Linked DNA regions of Rattus norvegicus: region 2 is linked to region 1. A link is a contact called in public Hi-C data. All regions are on one chromosome and are shown on one strand. The core of a region is the stretch at or near the end of the contact, and the rest is flanking DNA. Distances in the headings are between cores, read along the strand shown.

Evidence for each region. A called contact is a pair of places that touch in the nucleus more often than the background predicts.
Region 2: a contact with region 1 is called in a Hi-C map of Schwann cells, with 2.5 times the contacts expected there. The contact joins the promoter of Gfra1 here to the enhancer-like site in region 1. A contact is called at or near these places in 2 of 12 Hi-C or Micro-C datasets (Schwann cells and hepatocytes).

What each region holds. Positions count from the first base shown.
Region 1 is chr1:267,064,776-267,067,571 of GRCr8, forward strand. The region is part of intron 26 of Atrnl1 (attractin like 1); the gene reads left to right. Among named protein-coding and RNA genes, the nearest start is that of Atrnl1, 390 kb to the left of the region's middle. Within about 2 kb of position 1,331, at least 2 of the 93 cell types and tissues checked have an H3K27ac peak or open chromatin away from gene starts, as enhancers often do. A contact at or near this core is called in Schwann cells, where this site is marked.
Region 2 is chr1:267,554,407-267,557,202 of GRCr8, forward strand. It overlaps Gfra1 (GDNF family receptor alpha 1), which reads right to left and starts at 1,405. Exons shown (of 10, transcript NM_012959.2): 1 at 1,117-1,405; 2 at 1-243. The coding sequence starts at 1,156.

The sequences.
Region 1 (2,796 bases), core at 81-2,580:
GGATTTGGTCTTTGACAACGTTGTGATAAAGCAAACATACCAAGAAATAAAAGGCGGCCTGTGACGACAGGCAGGTAGTGGATGAACCCAATTTTAACTTTACTGCACCTTTGAAATTTTCATAATGAAATGTTAGAAAAAATATTAGTAGAAGAATGGACTAAACCTTTTTCTGGTTAGAAAGACAGTCTTCCTCAGGACACTCATGTTATTTACTCTCTAACAGCATCTGAAGTTCTTGTGCACACACTCTCTGTGTCACCGTGGCCAATTTCATTTAAATTACTAAACCCACCAATGTTGGCGTCCACAAAAGGACTATAACAACACCATGTTGTGCCGATCTAAGAATTAGCTAGTATCAAGGCTGGAGAGGTGGCTCAGAAGTTGAGGACACGTGCAGCCCTTGCGGAGGACCCTGTGTCCATTCCTACCTCTGACGTCAGGAGGATCACAAGTACCTGTGATTCCAGTTCCAGGGAATCTGACACCCTCTTCTGGCCTCGGAGTCACCCACATGCATGTGGTGCACACACATACATTCATGTCCACACACATCATCGCAAAATAAAATAACAAAGTAATTTTTAAAAAAGAATTAAGTAGTATAGATGTAAAAATTAAATGACATGTGTGAGGTGTCTGGCAGCTAGTAAACAGATGTACAAGTCATCTTTTTTAAGTTAAAGTCAATAACAGCAACCAAATGAAATAAAAATTTCATTTAAAATTCTTCCAAATTAAAACTATTAATTTTAGTTTCAGAAATTATAAAAATGTAATTGTCTTAGCAAGAAATGAAAAGTTTTTGTCAAGTGATAGAGCCATTTCGTGTGGTTTATCTTCAAATTCAACAACTGTGCCACCAATTGCCATAAACCCCATGATATTTGATACATCACAGGAGTATCTCTAACAAATTTAAATCTTAACTCTAGTCCACTGCAAGAAAGGAAATATTCAGCATAAAAATCCTGCTGAACACGCCGTTTTCAACAGAATGGTTCATTCAACGAAAATAGCCCTTTGCTAGATGCTGCGGGAAAGAAAATGGAGTCACATGGCTCTCTCACCCACAAAAGGTTTATAGTGTGGTTAGAAAGAAATTTCCAGCTCTTGGGGGAAAAAGAACAATGAATGGTTTTTTTAAAAAAAAAATAAAACATGCAACAAAGAAGAAATGATTAAGAATCAAAAGAATAATGCAGATAATGGGAACCAAAAGTTCAGAAATGGTAAACTCATGTTTTTGGAATGCTTTGTGGGATTCCGTGACCTTTAGGGTCTTCAGAACATGAACAAAAGTTACTAAGAACATGTGATGTGGAGGGAAGGCAGAACACAAAGAGAGCTGGTTGGGACAGTGTCTTCTCTGTGAATCATGATCACAAACAGAGATTGAGAAAGATATTTAGCAGTAATGAGCTAAGAATTATAGCTGGGTGCTATAACCGTTCTCATTTCCAAGTATCACTCAGGGTCTCATTCCTTAGAGACACTAGGAAGTGTGCTGAATGTGACCAGCTCCAACTTCAGAAGGCTTTGATCACAATCTCTGTATTGGATGTCAAGTGTGTGCCTAGCTGAGACTCACAGTCTACCAGAAGAATTATGGGGAAATTACGGGTTGCTCACAAAGTACAGTATGCCTGTTGCGTAGAGAAACCCTGAGTAAGGTGCCAGGTGACATGGGCTGACAATAAGACAGCCTAAGTGTAGACAGGAGGCATCACTGAGTCTTTCTATAAGCAGGAGTTTATAAACAGAATGTAGACAGCAGCCTAGATAGAGGAGGAAAAGAAGAAAAGCCAAAGCATGGACTTTAGGCATGAGTGGCCCATGTGGGTGTGTCCACCGTACCAAAGCCAGGAGGGAAAAGACTGTGGCCAGGACTCCTTGGACCAGAAGGTCTAGGCCCTAAGCTCAGTGTCTTCATCTCTATTCTCTTGGCAAAACAAAGCTGTTAAAGGCTCATGAGGAAGAATGAAGTGTTCCTAGCGAATTTGTTACTGTGTTACTGTGTTTCACGTGGTGCCTTGAGTAGGAGGGGAATTGGAACAAGGAAAATCCAGAGGCAAAATGAGGGCAGGCAGTGGAGGCCTAAACCAGGGCATTGATATTCCAGCGGGCCATCTCCTTGTATTTAACTTAATATACCCATGGGAAGAAAAAAGTAGGCTGTAGCAAGGGTGGAACTGGAGGAAACTGGAATTGTTTAGGGTCCCCAACACGTGGTAATGACAAGAAAGCCAAGAACAGTAGATGTAGAACAGCTTTAGCCAGCTTCACTACCACCTTTTGATTCTCTACAGACAACTCCTGTCTTTCCCTGCACCCAGAGCCATCCTCCCACTGTGCACTGCCTCTATAGCAATGAAAGGAGTCATTCAGGATCCAGCTTAGTGCCTGCAGGCTTCTGGTTTACTCTGATAGGAATAGAACTCAGGAAGGTAGAGGCAGAAGTGGGAATGAGTTCAGCTTTGTGCTTATCACAAGTGACTTCCTGGTGGGTAGGTGTTATGCCTGTGCCTAGGGTGGATGGACTTGGTCCTGTGATGTCATGCCCGTGCCTACGGTGGAGGGACATGGCCCTCTGCTGTCTTTCCCTCTCCACTTCGCCCGTGCAGATGTGGACGTCTCCCTCAGACTTTGCCCATGCAGATGTGGACGTCTCCCTCAGACTTTATTATCTCAGTTGCTGTGGTGTGAGCTTTGTTGTTGGCCACCTCCACCTCTTAGACTGTAGGGGTTCAGTCGGGGGTGACTTAAATGTACTGATTAGGAGTTGACAATGCG
Region 2 (2,796 bases), core at 155-2,654, 490 kb after region 1:
TCTTCATGCCCCGCTTGCAGCGGCAGTTGTACAGAGACTTCTGCTTCAAGGCCTCCATGGCGCTACGGCACTCATCCTTGGCCTCAAGGCCGGATGTCAGGCTGAAGTTGGTTTCCTTGCCCGCCACGCACTGCCTTAGTGTGCGGTACTTGGTGCTGCAGCTCTGTTCCTTCAGGCACTGATCGCTGGCTTTCACACAGTCCAGACGGTCTCCACCACTCACCTCGGCGGACATCAGCAAATCTACAGTGTTAACAGAAGAACGCTTGAGTCCAGCAGACAAATGGGTACCCTGATTTCAGGTCCAGGAAGGGCAGGGCTGGCGCCTAGGGCATGATAGAGCCACCGTCATTCTGAGGGGCGGATTAGGTAGGAAGCTGGTTCACCCCTCTTCGGGGTGACCATTTTCTCACCACTGGATCCCCTGCCATCATGCCCCTCCCTGGCTCAAAAGGAAGGTAGTAACAGCTTCCACTGGCTGCCTTAGCCGGATTTTCTAGGGATCCCGCGCAGCCCCAGCGCCCCAAAACAGAAGCAGTTCTGAACCGCGGACTGCCCCGCCTCCCCAGGCACCCGAGGCTGCAGTGTCTCCTGGCCAGCAGCGGGCACAAGGGCACTCAGCTAAACAGCGCGGCTGGGCGCTTGGCACCCGTAGCGCGCTGGGCGAACGACGAATGAGTTCCACAGTCTGCCCGGCGGGTGCGCAGAGACCTTATTCCCAGAAAAGTTTTTTCCATTCCAAGTTTGCTCTCTTCCGACCCCGGCGGTATTCGACCACACTCCACCTGCCGGAGCGTCTCAGTGAGATCCTTGCCACTTCCAAAGAAGACCAACGCCCCCGGGATGGAAGCCTAGGACCCCTCAATTCCCCAGCAGACTGGGTTATTAGCTTTTGTTTTGGGGTCTCCCCCCTTTAAACACGGTAAAATAAAATCAACCGCGCAAAGATGCGCCATCACCGCTTCCAAATCCCAGGGATTCTTGAACCTCTTCACCCCCTAGCGAAACTTCTTCCACCCACACTCTCGGCATCCACCCGCAATTCTGGAGTGGCCGCTGCAAGGAACCCCCTTTGAAAGACTCTGGGTGAGAAAGCCAACTGCGGCCTCGACTTACCCAGGAGTGGCAGCGCGAAGTACAGAGTGGCTAGGAACATGGTGCCGCCGCGCAGCTGGTCCCCGCCCCCCCAAAATCCAAAGCCGCCGCCCGGTCTCGGGGAGAGAGCTCAGCGTGCAGCGATCCCCGGGCGACTGCGCTCCTCTGGCCACTCAAAGTTCAGCTCCATCCAGGGTGAGAGCAGACTCCCCGTCGCTCTGCCGCCCACCGCCGCCAGCGACTCAGATCCGGGCGGGCGCGAGGGCGGGAGGCGGACCCGCTTTCAGGGGTTCAGTTCCGACCCAACCTGGAAGGGAGAGCGCGCTTTGAAATGAGAGCCCAGAGTGCTGAAGCCTCCCGCTCCCGCCCCTCTCCCCTCCCCCGCTCCCGCCTTGGGGGACTTCTCAACGCTACCCCCACTCGGGTCCGAGAGAGGGAGGTGCAAGTTCATCTATTACGAGCATGAGGAAGCTCAGGAACCCGGGGTCTGGAGCTGGAGAGGTTCGCTAGGGCTCCCAACGTTCAAAGCTGGAGGCTATCGCGCACAGCCCAAGAATCTGAACGCTAGCAAATAAATAACCATTACTTTCCGAGCAAGCGCCGGAAGCTAGCTGGCGCTGCCCGGAGTCGGAGCCTTGGCGGCGAAGGCTCCTTAGCCAACCCCGCTGGACCAAGACCCTGCTCCGGCTCCGGGAAGTTGGCCGCCCTTCCTGGCTCCCGCCCGACCACTCACTTGCTGGCTCGATCACTACCGTTCTAGCTCATCTGCCCCCGGCCGCCGATCGCCACCCTAGTTACCGATATCCCCTCCCCCGGACTAGCCTCTTTTCCCAGGCAGTCCTGCTAGAGGAAACTGACCTCCCGCTTGGAACTGAAACCTGGCTTCTGCGCCCCTATTCCTACCCGCCGCTCATCCTGGGCTCCTTTTCCGTGCTTCACACGCACTTGCCCAGCGCCCGAACTCCGGTGCATCCACACCACTGCCCCGGGAGAGCGAGCTAGCCCACAGCATCTGCACGCCCCAGCAGGTGCAGCCCCGCACCACTAGCGCCCCCCTAGCCCCAAAGTTGGAGGACGCCGGCAAAATGGAAAGGGATGGCTGGAGGGGAGGTGGCGATGGGTTCTCAAGTGGAATGAGAAAACTCTAAATGCCACCAACCTGGACCCAGTTGACCCGTGTCCAGCCGCAGCGAGTAGCCAGTGATTGTTTATTTATTTATTCTTTGGGGGTGTCCCCGCCTCCTCTTTCTCTTTCCGGCCTCACTTTCTCTGTGCTAGGTAAAAAAAAAAAAAAAATGCCATAATCTGCTACAGCTCGGAGAATAGAGTTGGCCAGGACGATTTCTGAGCAGACCTCCCCGCCCCGGCTCGATGCCCGGTAGGGATGTCAGCGGTTATTGGAAGCGGTGGGAGGGTAGCGTGCCCAGATTGGTTTTGGCTAAAGGCCCCTCAGGATGCTTCTGCTCCGGCCGCCCGGAGGCGCAGGGCCGGCTCCTCTGTGAAGCCCAGTTCTACTGTCCACCACAGCAGACTTACAGGCTGACTGGCGGTGGGACCCAAGGCCAACCCGCACGCAGGCTCAGGACCCAAGGCCAACCCGCACGCAGGCTCAGGACCCGCAGCGCTACGCCACCGCAGTCGCCGAGGCTGCGCACCCCCACCCCCTTCAGTGCACAAGGGCTCTTTCTTTAGTGCAACACA